3 separate regions of the Zea mays genome follow, and all the other regions are linked to region 3. The links are chromatin contacts, called in public Hi-C maps. All regions are on one chromosome and are shown on one strand. The core of a region is the stretch at or near the end of the contact, and the rest is flanking DNA. Distances in the headings are between cores, read along the strand shown. Region 1 holds the start of LOC100282230. Region 2 holds the start of LOC542455 (high mobility group protein 3). Region 3 holds the start of LOC100304027 (60S ribosomal protein L6, mitochondrial-like).

Region 1 (3,253 bases), core at 388-2,887, 200 kb before region 3:
GTTTAGAATGGATCAACTAAATGTTAGTTATACCCCTCAAATAAGTATTAGTTGTTAGATGCCCCAACCCAGCTAAAATCAGTTAACAATTAGCTCTAGAGGTTTAGAACATGGCCTAAAACAACCATGTTATGAGCCTGCTCGCCGGATCCTCTCGATCCAGTCCTTGCATCTACGAGTCTGACTCTAATCTTCCCAACAGCACCTAAACCAGTCTGCTCGCTGCCTCGTTTCCGCCGCCGACCCATTCCCGATGTGACGCCATCCGACTTCGCCCCTTTGTGACGTCTCCGTCCTTTGTCCTGTTTTTATCGTGACGTCGATCCGCTCGACAAGCTAGATCTCGCTCGTCGCAATAATATGACTTTCCCTACAGTCGGCAAACTTGGCGAACTAGAAAATCATGGCTCTCATGTGATCTTTTTGGCCCCCCCCTAAATTTTCGTCCTGCGTCCGCCACTGCCAGCAACCCATCCTATTGCACTCCGTATCCGTGTTTTTGCACGGGCTGTAGCACTGTTTATAGCCCCAGCAGACTCCGCATTCCTCTCCCCATGATGCACGCCCGGCATCTCTACTCCCTTTCTCGACGTCTTCTCTCTCATCTCCGCACAAGCCTGAGAAATGCTATAATTAAAAGTCTGTGCTTGTGAGGCCCAGCTATCAGTGTAGCTATGCATGGAAATAGAGAGTGTAAACGTGGAGTATGCTAGAACGCGCCGTGCAAAGGCCCCACCCATCCGTGTCCACCCCTACGTGAAATACGGATGCTGAGTGTGTCTCTGCTGCTGGACTGGTGGAGTTGGTCTCTAGTCTCTACAGAGTAGCGCAGTGGGTGATGGAGCCCCCACCACTGCACGTCGGGGACAGTGGCAATTTATTACGTATAGTTCCATCGCTTCTCTGAAACACCGCGAGAGCGAGCAGAGCTTGGTTTTGGCGGTTTCAGAAATATGTACTACACTACACAGCTTGGTTTTCAGAGACTCGAAATCGTCTGAAAATTCGGAGAGTTACGTGTAACTACTTGGCTAAAGCGTTAAAGAAGTTTGAAGACGTACGTACACTCTGCGAGTCTTCACTGCATACTCTATATATTATCTAAGTGAAAACGAGCTCGAGCACGGTAGTGTATGCAGCAGCCAGCAGGCGGAAGCTATGAATGACAAAACTAACCTCTCGCATCGCAACCATGCACAGATGAGTGAACGGCCTTGGGCGCGCAGCAGTAACTACGGAGAGTGCTTGCTTACCCAAGAAGTCGACGCCGTTGTACCCGTTGCTGAACCTGCCGGTGGGGCGCGCCGTGGGGAAGTCGACGCCGTTGTGGGGGAAGTTGGCACGCGGCACTTCGGCGCCGCCCGGCAAGTAGTTGTTCGTGCCCACGTCCGCCGTGGAGTCGCCGAACACGTAGAGCGCCGGCACCTTGCTGCTACTCCCCCCCGCCGCGGCGCAGGCGGCCGCAGCAGCGAGTAGCAGAACATGCAGGACGACTAGGACGGGCACGGTGGCCATGGCCGGCCTGCCGGGCTGTGATCGCCGGACTCGTAGTGCGCAGCTAGCTAGCTAGCTAGTGAGTGGGGTACTGGGGGGCGGGCGGTGAGTGGCACCCTCGCTGGTCGCTGGTCGCTGCTCGGCTTTGGGAAAGAAAGGGTCAGCCGAGATGGATCGGCACGGCTCCGCGCTTTAAAGAGAGAGAGAGAGAAGATAGAGAGGGGTGGCAAGCCGTAGTGGCTCGCTTTATGACTGTGCCAGCGGCACGGCGCGGCACCACGAAATGGCTTTGCCAAAGAGAAGAGGGGGCCGGCGTGGCGTGAGCCGTGATGTGTGGCTGCGTTCGGCAAAGTGCGCCTTGGGTCCGAGCGAGGGGGTGCCGGGCGACGTATCCACGCGTCGTAGACCGGAGCGGTTGGTGACTAGGAAGTATAGAAATGAGTGCGCGGTGGGCAGGATCTCCTACACTACATATCAACATATGCAGTCTCTCTTGCTTGAGTACTTCCGAGTAGGTAAAACACATGAGCTGTGCTGAGTGTAGAGGCAGATCTCTCGGTGTGTGCTTTTGTTCCAGCTGAACATGTTGTGATGATCCTTGGTTCACTCAAGTGATGTGATCATCTGCTATATATAGGTTACCAGAGACGGAGCCAGAAAATTTCTTGGCACGGACTGAGCAAAACCACTACATTATATTATAGAAGCCCCCTTTTTATATTCTATTGTGTACATCTCAAATTCTAAGAGATGTTTCACCGAGACTTCGTAGCCTCGGAAGCCATAGAGGACTCGAGCCCCGCCCACCTGTTGAATAATTAGACAAATTCCAAAATAAATTCCGAATATAAATCATGACCAAATCAGAAGAACTGAAATAAAAAGCCAAATCAGATGATGCGTACTGATTAGACTTACTGATAGATAGCGCGCGCCGGAATCAGCAGGGTCGACGATGTCGAAGTAGCAGGATCGACGAGGTCAGAAGATCACGAGCAGTCGCGTGAAGACGCTTCCCAAAAACCTTATTCGCCCTCTCCCGGTGCAGGATCTAGAAGACGAATGGTTCCGGAGACCTGCTCTCCTGATCGCAGATGCACCTCTGCGGTCGGGACGAAGGGAACTAAAAGGCGGCTCAGCTATGAAGACAGGCGAAAGCGAAACTGGGATGATTTGGAGGCTGGCTGCCGGGCTCCTTTTATAGGGCCTAGTCCGCGACCCTCGAGCTTATCCGCCCACGAAAATCTCGCAATCAGTTGAGATTTTATAGCGATCGGTTAGGATAAGCGTAACAGCCAAGAAACCAAAAAATCAAACGGCAAAAGGTAGCCGCGCCCCCGCAAGGCGAGGGGCCGGATTTCGGCGGACCATTCACGCGCATGTCGTGCGCCCGCGCCCTTCGCCCCGCCCCGCCCCGGCCAGGCCAGGCGAGCGCGCGCGCGCGTGTGGCTCTCCACACTCTCTCCTCTCATCCATGACTTGGTGAGTGGGTGTGGCTTCCATATTTAAGCTATCTCTACTCCACTAGAACTAGCAATATGGTGCTATTGGTTCCACCAATTCCCTAGCCATCCACTTGTATGGGCTTTTGAGATTTTCCTGGGATTTATTAGAATTTCTTAATTGGGCCAAGCCCATAAATCCTAACAATCCCCCACCAGATCTCAAATGCCCATCTGCAGTTTTCGCCACTGTTCACTACTGTTTAATATACTAGTTTTTCAGCAGAGACTGTTAAGTTGAACTTCCGCCTAGAGCT
Region 2 (3,221 bases), core at 415-2,914, 160 kb after region 3:
TTCCCTTTCAAGGAGCCGAAGCGAGCGGACGCGGATCCCGCCCGCGGCCCCCGCCCCGCATCATGCTGTCGGTGCTGTTCATGACCCAGCCGCTGCTTGCCTTGACCTGGCTACGAGCGGACTCGTCCAGCTCGACCCGGGCCTCGCCACCGCCGGTGGCCACTGCGGCCACCTTCGCGATGCTGAGGCTGGCGCCCTCGGTCTTCACCAAGGGTTGGCGGTACTCGGCCACCATCCGAAGGACGCGGGCGGAGGTGGACGGCGAGGTGTCGGGGTCGGGGGAGCCGAGGAGGACAGCGAGGAGGAGGACGCATGCGAGGGCGAGGAGGAGGGAGAGCAAGAGGCGCGCCCACCACGACCGCTGCTGCCACCAGCGCTTGAACGACGTCCGTTGCTGGTCCAGGAACGGCCGCCGCCTCATCGGACCGCGCTCTCGCCGGCAGGGCCAGGAGGGAGGCGCCGCGCCGAGATCTGGGACGAGTTAATCGCCGCGCGCACGGGTGCTGCTGGATCCTTTCGCCCGTTTCCTTCCTCCCGCGCCTTCAGATCTCGGACTCGGAGGAGGAGGAGCGCGGCCGGACCGGCAGCGTGGTGTGCTCGTGCCCTTGGATTTCGCGGCGGGAGGGAGCGGTCGTGCGCATGATCCACGGGCGGCTGGGGAATCGCGGCGTGGGGGGAGGGCGTGATCCGCGGGCGTGAGGGGAATGGCGGCGGGGGGTGCGGGCGTGCGCGTTATCCGCGGGCGAGAGGGGATGCGGCGGGGGCAGTCTACACTGTCTCTTTAATAGTTAGTAGAGATTTAGCTAAAATAAAAAAATATTTAACTTCTCAAGAGATAAAAAATACCCCACGGGACGAAGGGAGCATATTTGTGCTCGCCCAATTCATGTTCTACCATGGAGCATGCATTAAAACACTAGCATGCATTAAAACACTACCATGGAACATTGCTACTGCTATGAACAAGAACAACAATGCCCCTGTTTGTTTCGGCTTTTCGCAGCTTCTGGCCACCAAAAGCTGTTGCGGACTGACAAACACTCAGCTTTTCAACCAGCTTCTATAAAATTCGTTTGGATAAAAACCATTCAAAATCAACATAAACATATAATCAGTTTAGTCGTCGCAATAGTAGTAATCCGTCACTTTATAGATCCTGAGCCTCATGGACAACTTTATCTTCCTCCACATGTAATTCTAATGATACTTAGATTCTCTACACAGCCAGATTCTTCCCACAACTAGATTCTCGGAAAAGCTGGTCAGAAAAAAGTTGAACCAAACATGCCCAATGTTTGGGCAAGCGGGTAGCAGAATGATGGCCTGGCCACCAGGGGCCAGCACAACATTCGCATTTCCGGGCCTTTTGCTTTCTCAGTGAGCCGGCCCAGTACAGGTCCCGTTTCCATAACGTTCCGGTTCCTGTCACGATCCACCAAAAGCAACCACGCGTCCCGAATGCTGCACCCACCCGGTCCCGCGTCCCTGCTTTTTCCCGTTCACGCACACACACGCGACCGAACCGCACAAACGCGCTCGGCGCTTCCCCACCCAAAAAGGAAAACCAACCACCACTCCCACCACCCTCCGCCTCCGCCTGCGCCACAGCTGCCGATTCGAAAGCCCTCGTCCTGACCCCTCGCAAAACCCTAGCTCCAACCACCATGAAGGGCAAGGCCAACGCCTCCAAGAAGGATGAGGCCAGGTACGATCTCCGCGCCTTGCGCTGCTCCTGTGGCGGAACGATGGTTCCTCTTTTCCTTGCGATGGCTGCACGGTGCTCTTGGTTAAGATTTTGTGCGGTTGCTGTTGCAGGCTCCGGGCCGGCGGCGGCGGCGCCGGAAAGCGCAAGAAGGCCGCCGCGAGCGGCAAGCCCAAGCGCCCTCCCTCCGCCTTCTTCGTCTTCATGTGAGTTCTGGCTGCGTCGGCGAGTCATTATACTCAGATCTCAGATCTCTAGATCTATTCTCCATTTTTGTTAAGAGTGTGGATCCCCCACCCTCCCACCCCCAATTATTGAGCGTACCGTGGCGTTTGTTTGCTTTTCAGGTCTGAATTCAGGCAGGAGTACCAGGCGCAGCACCCTGGCAACAAGAGCGTTGCGGCCGTGAGCCACTTTGCACTCTGTTCTCCCTTTATTTTTTTTCCATGTGCGTCTGCCGATGATGTCTTATTTTTTCGTGTTGGTGGATCAGGTGAGCAAGGCAGCAGGGGAAAAGTGGCGCTCTATGTCAGAGCAAGTGAGTAGATCTCTCGAATACCCAGATCGATTTTGTATTTCGTATTTAAGTTTATTTTTATATATATCGTTGTTTTTAGCTCGACGTGGGTGATTATGCACAATGTTGAGGTTTATTTGGTTGCATAGGTCTAGTATTACCTCTTGAAACAAGAAAATAAAGTAGAGTAGAGGTCCAGTTATAACTGAAGAGTCAAATTAAACGCTCATATTGGATTGTCAAACGGATAGCATATCTCTCAAAGCATACATACTCTTTTTTAGTGACTTATGTGTATGTTTGTTGCTCTGTAACAATCAATCATTAGGAGAAGCAACCCTATGTGGACCAAGCTGGGCAGAAGAAGCAGGACTATGAGAAGACTAAGGCAAATATTGAGAAGGTAATCTTGGATCTGTGGTGCATGCTGAACTGTGTAGTCTTCTTTAGTTCATTATGCCATAATTTGAGTATTTGATTTCCGTTAGGAGAGCACAAGCTCAAAGAAGGCTAAGACTGATGACGACGATGGCTCGAAGTCCGAGGTCGATGATGAGGATGGCGGTAGTGACGAGGTACAGAAAATTAATCCATTTTCTGGATAACATGTCTTCATTGCCAATGGTATTTGCCTATTTAGTGATTCTAACAAATAGTCGTTCTGTTTGATTTGCTGTCTGCAGGATAACGACGACGACGAGTAAATAGTATTTCCGCTGTTGTGAGGTAGCAAATCGATTGTTAGGTCCCCAATTAGCTCACTGGTTTGCTATCTTTAATGTTAAGTTGTTTGGAACAGGTGTTTATGAAGGGGATCTATTAGTTTCGTGAGGTTGTTAGTTTAGTGCATTAGCAAAGAAAAAGCCGAATGCTGCTAGCTATTATGTTGCTTTTCTTTTGCTAATCACTTGTGTCACAACTTTCTGTACCTGTTTCATTGACTAATCTAGTGACTAGTCAGTTATGGGTTTAATGTTTGGTTTTGGTTTTATATATTTCTTT
Region 3 (3,037 bases), core at 385-2,884:
CTCTTGGGGATGCCTGCTAGTGAGGTTAAAGATGCAAACTTTTGCAGAAAAAGTCATGGTCTACACAAACTGCCCCGGCTTGACTGACGCTATTACCTTAGCAGGAGATGAAACTGAGCTGCATAAATCCGCCAAGTTTGAGCAAAAATTTTTTTTTTGCACCCGTAATTGACTGGATCTCATCCTGCTATGCCTTTGAGAAAAATGGTAGGTCCCGGGACATTAGGGTTTTTTTTTTCCAGCAAAATCGGCAGAGTACCTTTCCTTTGAGACCGTTCGCGATCAGCTAGCTGCACGAGTACCTTTCAAACTCTAAAGCATATTTCAAGCTTTGTGCTTCAAAATTCAACACTTTATACTTATATATTTCAAATATCTACTTTGTAGCGCACATAAAATTAATCTTGGGTCTAGTTGGGCGAGGGAATGGGTTTCGGTTCTCACCAGAATCACTAGCACTTCCAAATAGTCAAAGACGATACCGATGGTAGGTACAAACATTTCTAGTAGTAATTCCCTCTTGAATCAGCTCTAGAGTAGTTTCAAGTGATTCTATTTCCATATTTCGCATGTAATAGTAATTAGTTTTTTTTAACTTATCTTTCTTTTAGCGTAACAAGTTAAAATTGGTTGCATTTATGTTGTTATTTCCCACAAAAATAACTACAAAAAAATTGAAGTATATATATATATTTTTATATATATATATATATATATATATATATATATATATATATATATATATATATATATTAAAAAATTATTCACGATATAGTAGAATCTAGTCTAACAGTCAAACGGTTTCATGAAGCGATTCCGATTCAACATATGAAATGTTTCTTCAGAGAATTTAGAACTCAAACCTTTCAACAATAATCTGGATCAGGATCACTACTGCTTGATGTGTCCTTAATGAAAATATCAACAAAACTAGTTAGTGAATGCTCGGCCGTGTTTCAGAATCTGGATCACTACTGACACGAACGCTTTTCAGCAGCCATCTGTCATTTTCAGAACGCTTTTCAGAATCTGGATCAGGATCACTACTGACACGAACACGAACACGAGCATACATCATTTCAGCAGCCAACCGTTCCACCATCATGCCCGGCCGTGTTTCTTTGGTGCTTAATTATCCTGGACATGCCGCAGGCTCGCATTTCTAATGCACGGTGAAATGGCCCGGGAGTTGGTCACACAGTGACATGACTGAGCAAAAGAAAGCTAGTACTTCCCTGGATGTTCAGTGAACAATGTTCACGGCACTCTGACGAATGCTTTTCCCCGCCCCACCTTTCCTTCTTTAACAGCACAGCACGGCTCCATGTTCGTTTCAGGCACTGTTTGTTACAGTGGTGTTGCGGGTGATTTTGCCTGCATCTTTACTGGTATATTTCCACATTTGCACGTGATCCACGGAAATACTTCACCCCATCGTCACTCATTCGAGGACTAGCAGCTAGCTAGGGTAAATCTTCCAGCTGTTCTGCAACAGAAAGGGAAAGGTAAAGTGAAAGAGCTCCATCAGTTCATCGGTGATCTAGTAGTAGTACCCGCTGTACCAGAGAAGAGCGGTGATTGAAATTTCGGCCCAGTGGCCCACTTCACTTGCCCAGAGGCCCAGCCCAGCTTCCTTTTTCCCAATTCCCACCACTTGAGCAGAAGCTGCACAACCAAGAGCCAACAGAGCAACGCCCAGGCACACACGACACGAACCAGGCAGCTGCGGAGGGAGGAACCCTAGCGGAACAGGTGACGGCGGCGCGCTACCGGTGACGGGGGATACGGCGGCATCGTCCCCTCCTCCATCCCCGGCGCGGCGGCGCCAGCAGCCGGCCTGCAGGTACGGTCTCCAGTCTCCAGAATCCAGATTCAGAGCTTGTCCCTGTTTTCTGGTGTGCTCTGCGTATGGCTGTTGGCCTGTTGCTTCCCATGTCCATGTTTGTTTGTTTTCAGTTTTACTTTGATGCTGAAAGCCTGAAACCTTCCAGTGATTATTTGCTTCATGTTGTAGTATGGCACTATAGCTGTTAGCCTGTTGCTGCCCATGTCCATAGGCGTATCACGTATGGCTGTTTGCCTTGTTGAAAGCCTGAACCTGAAGCCATGCCCATGGGCGTGTAGTTATATATATGAAGGTTGATCGGTTCCTATAGCGAAGGGCCATGCCTGTTTCAGAACGCGATAAAGTTTACGCCGATCCATCTTCGAATGAAGAATTTAAACAAACGGGATGAGGAATACGCCTAGCGAATGAAGGACAAAACCAGGAAAGGAACCTACACAACTCGATACGATTGAAGCACACTTTTTTTTTAAAAGTTGAGCCAGACTCAATTGCTTCTGTTCCTTCTGGGGCTGGCTTGGCTTCTCGAGGGCAATGCCCACAACTAAGTAGATAAGACCTGGATGTAAATCGGAAATTTACAACTAAGTAGATAAGACCTGGATGTAAATTGGAATTTTTTTTACCTATATCAGTCAAAGCGCTATTTGAGCCTAAGCCTAGTATATGAATCTATCTGGTACACCTTTTGTAGCTCTTTCTATCTAATGGAATATGATGTGAACAAAAGCTGCCACATCCTCACTCAGTCAAGCATGTAGATTGGAAGACAGTCTAGAACCGATTTGGATTTATGGTTTACGCACAAATATCAGACAGGCCAAACATTTTTCAGGGCTTACCGGGAAGCCGGTCAGGCGTAGTACTTTTTCAGGTACATGTCATTCCAAGGATTTTACTTGATACAAATACAAAGTGAACAGAAAACCAAATTCATTCTAAACCCTGGACGATCAGGATGTCTGGTTGACCGATCAGAGCCCGGTTAATCGGGCGATCAGGAGCGATCAGCCGATCTGAAAACATTGATAATAACCCACAAAGTGGGATAACTGCTATGTGATGGCGTAACTGATCTGATATTCAATTTGCTGTGGTATTATCTAAGATAATTTACACTTGAAATTTACTCTTAATTGCACTTGAATTTCCACTGTTCTGATGAGAAACTTGCGCTTTTCTTTCTGTTTG

What was found. A called contact is a pair of places that touch in the nucleus more often than the background predicts.
Region 1: a contact with region 3 is called in a Hi-C map of tassel, with 2.1 times the contacts expected there. The contact joins the promoter of LOC100282230 here to the promoter of LOC100304027 in region 3. A contact is called at or near these places in 3 of 25 Hi-C or Micro-C datasets (ear, leaf and tassel).
Region 2: a Hi-C map of endosperm shows a contact between it and region 3, with 4 times the contacts expected there. The contact joins the promoter of LOC542455 here to the promoter of LOC100304027 in region 3. A contact is called at or near these places in 10 of 25 Hi-C or Micro-C datasets (bundle sheath, ear, endosperm and 3 more).

The regions. Positions count from the first base shown.
Region 1 is chr4:159,630,516-159,633,768 of Zm-B73-REFERENCE-NAM-5.0, forward strand. LOC100282230 reads right to left here and starts at 1,638. Exons shown (of 5, transcript NM_001371845.1): 1 at 1,254-1,638. The coding sequence starts at 1,515.
Region 2 is chr4:159,993,444-159,996,664 of Zm-B73-REFERENCE-NAM-5.0, forward strand. LOC542455 (high mobility group protein 3) reads left to right here and starts at 1,665. Exons shown (of 7, transcript NM_001112013.1): 1 at 1,665-1,705; 2 at 1,816-1,908; 3 at 2,050-2,107; 4 at 2,196-2,240; 5 at 2,548-2,622; 6 at 2,711-2,794; 7 at 2,903-3,221. The coding sequence starts at 1,665. The coding sequence ends at 2,923.
Region 3 is chr4:159,829,441-159,832,477 of Zm-B73-REFERENCE-NAM-5.0, forward strand. It overlaps LOC100304027 (60S ribosomal protein L6, mitochondrial-like), which reads left to right and starts at 1,635. Exons shown (of 2, transcript NM_001165551.2): 1 at 1,635-1,843.